2 separate regions of the Sus scrofa genome follow, and region 1 is linked to region 2. A link is a contact called in public HiChIP or PLAC-seq data. All regions are on one chromosome and are shown on one strand. Each heading gives the region's core, a stretch centred on a gene start, on an enhancer-like site or on the middle of the called end of the contact. The rest is flanking DNA. Distances are from core to core; before and after follow the strand shown. Region 1 holds the start of CFD (complement factor D). Region 2 holds the start of STK11 (serine/threonine-protein kinase STK11).

Region 1 (5,171 bases), core at 1,072-3,571, 260 kb before region 2:
TCAATGTGACTGTGGTGACAGCCCTCTGCCGCCCCACCAATGTGTGCACCCTGGTACCAGGCCGGCAGGCTGGCATCTGCTTTGTACGTATCTTGCGTTCCCACAACCCACCCCTTGCTCCCACCCAGGCTGCAGCAACCAAGACCCCTGGAAGAACTTCCAGCTCCTGAAGGGCAGTGGGTGGGGATGTTAGGGTGGGGCCTGAAAGCCCAGCCTCCCAAACTTGTCTGCTTCCACAGGGGGACTCCGGCGGGCCCTTGGTCTGCAATGGGCTGGTCCAGGGGATAGATTCCTTCATCCGGGGGGGCTGTGGCTCTGGGCTCTTCCCAGACACCTTTGCCTCCACCGCCAAGTTTGCAGACTGGATCAACTCCATTATCCGACGCTATGGTGATAATGACAGCCCGCCTCTCCACCCCAGGATCCCTGTGGGCAGGACCCTCTAGAAAGGCGGCCCCTGTTACCCCACTCCCCCCGGCTGGGCTCTTCCCATGCAGCATCATGCAGCATCTGACACAATAAAAACCCTGTTTTGTAGAATGTGCCTGGGTGTTTGTTGGTTGTGCAACTGAGTGTCAGAAGTCCTCAGGTGAATGTCTTGAGCATGTCACAAGTACGCTGCTACCAAGTAGCAGCAAATTTAGTGCACCAAGATAAAAAGTCCCTTCCTCATACTTCACTAAAGGATACCAGTAGCCGTTTCTGGCTTCCCCTCCTATAAAATGTCATTAGACTCTTGTTGCAGGTGGCAAGAATGCAAAGCACTATAGCAGGTGTTCATTCTGAGTCACAAGGATCATTCTGAATCTTTGCAATCTTCACTCATCTGTTTCTGGCTCCAGCCCCTAAAGTAGTTCTTATATAAGTGCCTTGTTTTACAGGCGAGGAAGTAGAGATGCAAAGAACTGTAAAGTCATGCTCCAGGGCCTGGGTTCGAGTCCCAGCTCTGTGACTTTGGGCAAATTGCTCACTGTTTCTCTGATTCTCAGTTCCCCATGGGGAAGACTGAGGCACTGTCTGGGGAGGACCCAATCAGGGGTTGGGGTCCAGGCCAGTCTCGGCCTCACTGGGTACGGAAACAATCCTTCCTCCACTTCCCCAACCTTTTGCCTTGGGACACCTCAGGGTCTTAACTAGTGCTGTTCCCTCTGCCTTCCAGCTTCTCCCTAAGGTTGTCCTCAGAACACCTCTCCCCACAAGGGCCAGCTGCTCAGGCAGGTGACCCACTGCCCTACAACTGCTTTTTCCACTTAATACGATATCTTGGCGGTCTTTCCATGTCAACAAAGCATCCCAGGATCTGCAGGGTTATTTACTGAACCATTCTGTCTTTTTGGGTAATTTCCAAATTTTGCTGCAATTTCCAATCCTTTTACTTACATAATCTGCACTCCACATTCCAATGGGCTTTTGTTTTAGAGTTTCTGATTTGAGCAAGGAAACATTTTAGGGTCTAACAAATTGCATTTGTTATGCTGTTTTCTATTTTTCTCTGTATGTGTGAAATGGTCCACCATGAAGAAAAAAGAAGGAAAGGAGAAAATACCATGCACTGTTCCTCCTGGGGACGTTCACGGTCCTCCCCACCCTTGTGGTTACACACAGCATCTCCCCCGAAGAGGTTCATGAGATGTTGACCCACCATCCCCAGCTTACAGAGAACCATGTGACCCAGGTTCTGCTCATCAGAACCTGCCAACCCACAATGGCTGCTTTAGGGGCATGAGATCCAAACTCAACCAATCAGAGGCCGCCTTGAGATGCTGGCTAGAGTGATGGGGAATTGGCAGAGGGAATAACTGGGCCATTGGTCTGAGTCTAGGGCCCCTGAGGCCACAACAGGGGAGACTGCTGAGGAGACAACCCATCAAGGAGGAAAAAAAGAAACAAAACATTGTTCAGGTGCCTGGATTAAGCTACACCTGAAGGTAGACCCATAAACTTTCCATTTAAATTTTCTTGTTGAAGGTTCCAGCCCCTTACACTCCATTTTTTTGTCACTTGTATGCAACAGTCTTTCCAGCTGTCCCTACTCATCAACAATATTCTACTTAAAGGGTGTCAAGCCCCAGAGTCACAGCAATGTGGACAAGGGCGTTGGATGACCTTCCCCCCCACCCGACCTCAGCTCCAAGTTGCAGGAGGAAGGGAAAGAAGGGAGGGGCAGAAAATGAGGAAGTGGGTTGTTTACAAACTGGGCTTGCTCTCCAGCTGCTGTTGCGAAACTCTGGGGCTGGAAGGGCACTCTGGGAGACTGGGCTGGGGGTCAGGGTGGGTGGGTGGGTGGGTCCATCCCTCTGCTCTGCCCACCGCCCATCCTGAGGGGCTCTTCCCACAGAATGACAGAGGTGGCAGGCAGGTCCAGCAGCCCATCTACTCTTGGTACAAAGTCTAGGGGAAGATAATCACAGCACTGTGGCGGGGGAAGTGGGGGGAGAGAAGGGCGTGGACGGCTTCCCTTTGTTCAGCTGGGCCACTGCCCACTTGGCAGATAGGACCTGTGGGAGCTCCCCCCCCACCCCGTTCCACCCTCATAAAAGAACCCCAGAGCCCTGCCCTGGGCCATTGTTGAGGCCACAGCAGCATCATGGCAGACCGCTCCGGGCACCTGGCAGCCCTGATCCTCCTCGGAGCAGCTGTATGTGGTGAGTGGACCCGGGACTGGGGTGCCAGCTGGGGGCCCCTAGCCTGCAGCGCAGTCAGCCATGGACCCCTCCGCTCAAGAGGATGGCCCTCCAGCCCCACTAGGTGGGCAGAGAGGGGGCAGGGTCCACATGAACAGAAGGCTCTGAAAACCAAGCAATTCTCAAAACTTTGAATCTAGTGAGTTCAGAGAGCCTCTGGTTCTACAACAGAAAGCCCAGGCTGGGAGCAAACGGCTGGCAGGATGTTGGGTCTGATCAGCCCCACTTGTCTGTGTCTATATTGAAGTTCTAGGGCCCAGTGTGTAGGTACGCGGAGTCTGCCCCAGACTGTCACTCCCCACCGCCCGGTCTGTCTTCTTCAGCATCCCTCCCTGGGCCCCCAGAGTTTGCAACTCTTTGGGGAGGATCCCAAGGAAGGAATTTCAGTCTGAGGGTGCCAGAGCCGCTCTCTTAGAGGGAATCTGAGGTCTGGGCTGCAGTCACCCTCACTCGGACCTGCATCCTCCAGTGGCACAGCCCCGTGGCCGGATCCTGGGTGGCCAGGAGGCCAAGTCCCACGAGAGACCCTACATGGCATCGGTGCAGGTGAACGGCAAGCACGTGTGCGGAGGCTTCCTGGTGTCTGAGCAGTGGGTGCTGAGTGCAGCACACTGCCTGGAGGACGTGTGAGTGGCCCAGGACCAAGAGCGGAATGGGGGAATTGGGTGTCGGGTGGGGACATGGCTCTGATGTGAGCCCACTCCACTTCCAGGGCCGAGGGGAAGCTGCAGGTTCTCCTGGGTGCGCACTCCCTGTCACAGCCCGAGCCCTCGAAGCGCCTGTACGACGTGCTCCGCGCCGTGCCCCACCCAGACAGCCAGCCTGACACCATCGACCATGATCTCCTCCTGCTGAAGGTCTGCTAAGTCTAGCCGCAGTCCCTCCAGCTGCACTGGGGGCTGCGCTGCCCCTAACGCTCGCTTCCGCCCCCACCCTCAGCTCTCCGAGAAGGCCGAGCTGGGCCCTGCCGTGCAGCCCCTTGCCTGGCAACGAGAGGACCACGAGGTTCCGGCAGGCACGCTCTGCGACGTGGCCGGCTGGGGAGTGGTCAGTCACACTGGCCGCCGGCCCGACCGTCTGCAGCACCTGCTCCTACCGGTGCTGGACCGCACCACCTGCAACCTGCGCACATACCACGATGGCACCATCACCGAGCGCATGATGTGCGCGGAGAGCAACCGTCGGGACAGCTGCAAGGTGCGAGGGCGGGAGGGCTGAGAGGGGGCGGGCATGTGGGGAGCTTAGAGAGTGGCCAGGCTCTACAGCGTGAGCGTGGCCTGAGAAGTGAGGGCTGGGTGGGCGTGGCAGAGTTGAGAGGGGAGGTGGGATCTGGGAGAGGGTGCAGATAAAGACAAAGCCAGGGCGGGCATGGAGAGGGCTAGGAATGGGGCAGGGTCGGAGGCGGGGGCTGCTGAACTCAGACAAAGGGCGGAGTAAAGCTTGAGGGGCAGAGCTGAAAGTTGGGAGGCGGCGCCTTGATGGGCTGGGCCTGGGAAGATTGCTGAGCGAGAGAGCCTGTTGGGGCTGTAGGGATGAGCGGAATTGCAGCAGGTTCAGGTTGAGCCTGGCCTGGACCCAGCTCTCAAGCCCCCGCCCCACGCAGGGCGACTCCGGAGGCCCGCTGGTGTGCGGGGGTGTGGCCGAGGGAGTGGTTACCTCAGGCTCCCGAGTCTGCGGCAACCGCAAGAAACCCGGCATCTACACGCGCTTGGCGAGCTACGTGGCCTGGATCGACGGAGTGATGGCTGACAGCGCAGCCGCCTAAGGAGGACCTAAGGGACAGGGCGGTGGTCACCAGGCTTAGCAATAAAGTCATCCATTCCTGCATCTGAACCTTTTATTATTATTTTTTTTAATGGCCACACCAGTGGCATATGGAAGTTCCCTAGCCAGGGACTAAATCCAAGCTGCAGCTGGCAACAACCCACTGAGCCAGGTATAGAACCTGCACCTCAGCAGTGACCCGAGTGGCTACAGTCAGATTCTTAACCCACTGCACCACAGCGGGAACTCCCCGACCACCTTCACTACTTTCACATTGCCTGTGGGAGCACACGAAGTGGACAGTCCAAAAGGACTGCGGAAAATAGCAAGTGAAACCTTTTTTTTTTTCCCCCAACCTTTTAGAGCCACACCTGTGGCATATGGAGGTTCCCAGGCTAGGGGTCGAATCAAAGCTACAGCTGCCAGACTACACCACAGCCACAGCAACGCAGGACCCAAGCCACATCTGCAACCTACACCTCAGCTCACAGCAATGCCTGGATCTGTAACCCACTGAGCAAAGCCAGGGAAAGAATCCGTAACCTCATGGTTCCTAGTCGGATTCATTACCACTGTGCCAGAACGGGAACTCCACAAACAAAAACCTTTACCTTGGTAGCAGTGGCAGGAGGTGACAGAAAGGCGTGCCTTGGGGTGGGGACCCTCGGGGGTCAAAAGCCTGGCTGGAGCTGCCAGGAGTAGCTTCATGTCTGGGCCACAGGG
Region 2 (4,741 bases), core at 2,103-4,602:
GTGGCTGTGACGTAGGCCAGCAGCTATAGCTCTGATTCGACCCCTAGCCCAGGAACCTCCATATGCCATGGGCGCGGCCCTAAAAAAAAGAATATATATATATATACATGTATGTATGTGTATATATATATGTATGTATGTATATATAAATGAGACAATTCTTTTTTTTTTTTTTTTTTTTTTTTGGTCTTTTTAGGGCTGAACCTGTGGCATATATAAGTTCCCAGGCTAGGGATCAGATTGGAGCTGCAGTTGCCAGACTATGCCACAGCCAAGGCAACATGGGATCCGAGCCAGGTCTGCGACCTACACCACAGCTCATGGCAAAGCCAGATCCTCAACTCACTGAACGAGCGAGGCCAGGGAATGATCCCGCATCCTCATGGATATTAATCAGGTTTGTTACTGTTGAGCCACAATGGGAACTCCCTAAATCAGACAATTTCTGATGATAAGTTTTTAGAAGAAAATCAAACTGGTAAGGGGCTACATTCAAGAGAATGACCAGGAGGGCGTCCCAGGGAAGGTGGTATCAGAGCTGAGATTTTACCTTGAAGGACTCTTTCTGCAGTGTTCACCAAACATTTCCCCTGTCCTTCCCATGTGTCCCACACATTGGCATAGGAGTGGAGGCTTTGTAAAGGAGAATGGAGCCTTCAGATGCTGTGATTAACAAGTATTCCTAGATTCCAAGATGTTTGGACATAAGCCAGCAGTGAAAAATGTAGGAAATACTGGAGTTTCCACGTGGCTCAGTAGGCTGAGGATCCAGCTGTCACTGCCGTGGCAGGGTTCAATCCCTGGCGAGGGAACTTCTGAATGCCCTGAGAGTGGTGGAAAAAAAAAAAAATCCATAGGAAATACCAAAAAGAATTTGAGTTGGGCAGTGTTCCCTCCTTTTCTACATTCTAGAAAAAATTGTTTCAGACTGACATTATTTCTTCCTGAAATGGTTGGTGGAAATTTATGAATGAAACCATCTGGGCCTTGTCTTTTTTGAAAGGTTTTCCCTACAGATTTAATTTCTTTAATAGATATAAGACAATGCAGATTGTCTATTTCTTCTTTTTTTAAATTTTTTTTATTACTCAAATGAATTTATCACATCTGTAGTTACATAATGATCATAACAATCCAATTTCACAGGATTTCCATCCCATAACCCAGGCACATCCCCCACCCCCCAATGTCTATTTCTTCTTGAATGAGCTTTCAGACTTTGGTGCATCTCATGCTGAATGTATGGGTGAGATTTGTTCCTATATCTAAACCTTTCAATATCTGTAAGGTCTGTAGTGATATCCGTTCTTTCATTCCTGATATTGGCTACCTTTCTTGATCAATCTTGCTACAGTTTTATCATTTCTGGATCTTTCCAAACAACAGTCTCTTGGCTTCACTGACTTTCCTTATTCCCTCCACTGTGACAGCAGAAAGAGTCAAAGACAAGCAGCACTCAGAGATGCGGAATAGCTAGGTTTGTTCAGCACCAGTGCGGGCTCAGAGGAGTCACCTCCAAAGTCTGAGCACCAGGTCTTTGTTCTGAGTAACATTTTTTTTGTCTTTTTAGGGCCACACCCGCGGCATATGGAGGTTCCCAGGCTAGGGGTCAAATCGGAGCTGTAGCCGCTGGCCCACGCCAGAGCCACAGCAACAACAGATCCGAGCCATGTCTGCGACCTACACCATGGCTCATGGCAACACCGGATCCTTAACCCACTGAGCGAGACAAGGGATTGAACCCGAAACCTCATGGTTCCTAGTCGGATTCGTTTCCCCTGTGCCAGGACGGGAACTCCCTGAGTAACTTTTATGCAATACAGACTTCCAGATCTTAATGTTTTCCCATGCAAGCAGCTCCGGCCCTCCACCTTCCTGGAGCAGACAGAGTTCTTGCCTAAGAAGCTGACAAGCAATGCTTGGAACATGATTAGCAGGGCTGCTAGCAAGGACATAAGGCAAGTAGTTGCTACATGATTACAAGAAAGGTGGTATGTGGCAAGCAAAGCTGCTGACAGGCACGTAGCTGCCTTTTCAGCCAGGGGCGGCGGGGGCGGGGGGGGGGGGAGGTTGTTTCTCTAGTTCTTACTTCAATATTGGCCATCTTTTTTTATTGACCAATTTGGCTACAGTTTAATTAAGTTTCTGGATCTTTTCAAAGACAGTCTTTTGGCTTCACTGACTTTCCTTAGTCTTCCCACTCCCACCCCAAATCTGCGGCACGTGAAAGTTCCCAGGCCAGGGACTGAACCCTGGCCACAGCAAAGACAACACGGGATCCTTAACCCGCTTAGCCACTGGGGAACTCCTGGTTTTCATTACCCTTTTTCCGTTGTATTTCATTGGTTTCTGGTTTATGATTTAGGAATTTGGGGCTAACTCCCATGTTCTGATTAGGGCTGGCTGGTACACTGGTGTGACCTGGGACTCCTATCCCTCAAAGCCATAGCAATCCCCCTTCTCTGGGTATTTGAGAATCCGATGAGACACATGGATGTCCCCAAGAACGTGTATACTGGTGAGCTCCATTTCACACATAGTCTTAGGGAGTGCACAGGTGTTGGGTCAAGAACTCCCAGCCTGGAACCCAAATCTGATGGTGTCAAGTCCCAAGGTTTCACAAGCAGTTTGCCCCAGCAAAATAAGAACGTAGTGATACAAACAAACAAAAAGCAAAACAGGTTAAAAAACACAGGCCTGGAAGTATTTTCCACCTCATCAAGCCATATTTTGCCAACTCTGTTTTTCACCCAAAGCACTTTGCTGGCACCATCCCAGCTGGGTTCTGAGTTTTAGCCCATGAATTCCTTTGGGGCAGAAATCATCCAGAGCCCTTCTCAACCCATCTGGCCTGAGATACTTAATAAAGGCTTTTTGCCTCGAATTGTACACTTTGGCTACTTTTTGACCCTTGACCTCGCCTCAAACGGGGTTTCGGTTGAGGAGCCCAGGCAGGGGCACCAGAGTCCCCGAGCCCGGCCCCCGCCCAGGAGCACTGCACTCGCCCGGTCCCATGGAAGACTTTAGAACTCCAGACCTCCGACCTCGGCTCCCAACCCCTCCCAGGTCAACGCCCGGGTTTCGCTTCCCGGCTCCTGCTTTCCGCCCCCTCGCCGTGACGGGCGTTTCCTCAGGCCAATGAACAAACGGTATCCACCCCTGGGGCGGGGCCCAGCGGGAACCAATCCCCGCTCGGGCGCCCGCCCGGATCCAAACGGCCCAATAGGAGCGGCGGCGGGGCGCGCCTCGGGGGTCGAGGCCAGGCGGCTCGGCCAACGGACGTGCACGTCGGCGCCGCGAGGGGCGGGTCCGCGACGGGCGTGCGGCGGCACGGCGGCGCAGGGAGGGGGAGGAGATAAACAAGATGGCGGCGGCGTGTAGGGCGCGGAAGGGGGAGGCGGCCCGGGGCGCCCTCGAGTGAGGCGGGGCGCGGCGGCAGCGGCGGCGGGCGCCAGCCGGCAGCGCGGCCGCCTTGCATGGGCTGGGCCCCCGCGCCGCCCCGCCTGCTCCACGCGCGCGGCGGCCGCGGCGGGGGACGGGCCACCCGGACCCCGGCGGCCTCAGGAACCCCGGCCCGGCGCCTGCGGCCTGCGCCGCCTCAGCCGCCCGGAGCTCCACGCGCCCCGCGTTCCGCGGCCGACGGAGTTCCGGCGCAGACCGAGCGCGGGCTGCCGTTTGGGGCGCGGCGCCCTCCGGGCCCGCGCGGCCGCTCGGGGTCCCAGGCCGGTGTGCGGACGCCCGGGCGGCGGCCGACTCCGACGGGGGTCGCTCCCTGCGGCCGGCGGGCCCCGGGCAGTCCCGGCGCTGGAGGGAGCCAGCGGGGCCAAACAGAGGTTCCCCGTGCGCTCCGGACACGCACCTGCCGGCGTCTCGGGCGCCCCGGCCGGCGGGGCCGGCGGGAGCCGCCCCCGAGCAGCGCGCCGGATCCCCAGCGAAGCTCGCCTGCCCGGCTCTGGGGGCCCCGGGGCCGGCCTGCGCGGGGCCCCGGGCGCGCGCCATGGCTCGCTAGTAATGGACGGCGCGGAGAAGACTCGACCCGGCCGCGTCCGTGTTCGTTCGAGGGTCTAAAGTCCCTGGAGGATGACCTAGCACTTCCCGGCCCCACCGGCCTCCCGAGGGCCCCCGTGGACGCGCCGGCCCGCCTCAAAACTGTGAGGCCGGGCGGCCGCAAAACTTGGGACGCTGCACACACCCGGGTGTCCGGGCTTTGGACCAGGCGCGCCTTTTGAACTCACGTTCAGTACAATCGTTTCTTTTCCAAGAAGGGTTTTCTTTTTCTTTCTTTCTTTCTTTCTTTTTTTTCTTTTTGCGATTTTGTGACTTTTATTTTTGGAGAAGGGAATCTTGGGGAGGGGGGACAAAAGGAAGAACCGCTCACCAGGAAGTACACAAAGGGGATTAGAGATCGCCTGCGGGAGTCGGAGCCCTAGGGTCCAGGATGGATGTGGCGGACCCGCAGCAGCTGGGCATGTTTACAGAGGGCGAGCTGATGTCGGTGGGGATGGACACGTTCATCCATCGCATCGACTCTACTGAGGTCATCTACCAGCCCCGCCGCAAGCGGGCCAAGCTCATCGGCAAGTACCTGATGGGGGACCTGCTGGGGGAGGGGTCGTATGGCAAAGTGAAGGAGGTGCTGGACTCAGAAACGCTGTGCAGGAGAGCTGTCAAAATCCTCAAGAAGAAGAAGTTGCGAAGGATCCCCAACGGGGAGGCCAATGTGAAGAAGTAAGTGCCGACT

What was found. HiChIP or PLAC-seq counts read pairs in DNA pulled down with a chosen protein or histone mark.
Region 1: an H3K27ac HiChIP or PLAC-seq map of alveolar macrophages shows a contact between it and region 2. The contact joins the promoter of CFD here to the promoter of STK11 in region 2. A contact is called at or near these places in 1 of 5 promoter capture datasets (fetal liver), 1 of 47 Hi-C or Micro-C datasets (embryonic fibroblasts) and 1 of 2 datasets of contacts at active chromatin or transcription factors (alveolar macrophages).

What each region holds. Positions count from the first base shown.
Region 1 is chr2:77,509,138-77,514,308 of Sscrofa11.1, reverse strand. CFD (complement factor D) reads left to right here and starts at 2,321. Exons shown (of 5, transcript XM_013994801.1): 1 at 2,321-2,645; 2 at 3,154-3,310; 3 at 3,397-3,541; 4 at 3,624-3,881; 5 at 4,288-4,517. The coding sequence starts at 2,588. The coding sequence ends at 4,449. The region is part of intron 15 of MED16 (mediator of RNA polymerase II transcription subunit 16); the gene reads right to left. It overlaps ELANE (neutrophil elastase), which reads left to right. Exons shown (of 5, transcript XM_003122986.4): 4 at 1-83; 5 at 240-540. The coding sequence ends at 446.
Region 2 is chr2:77,247,933-77,252,673 of Sscrofa11.1, reverse strand. STK11 (serine/threonine-protein kinase STK11) reads left to right here and starts at 3,352. Exons shown (of 10, transcript XM_021084263.1): 1 at 3,352-4,728. The coding sequence starts at 4,439.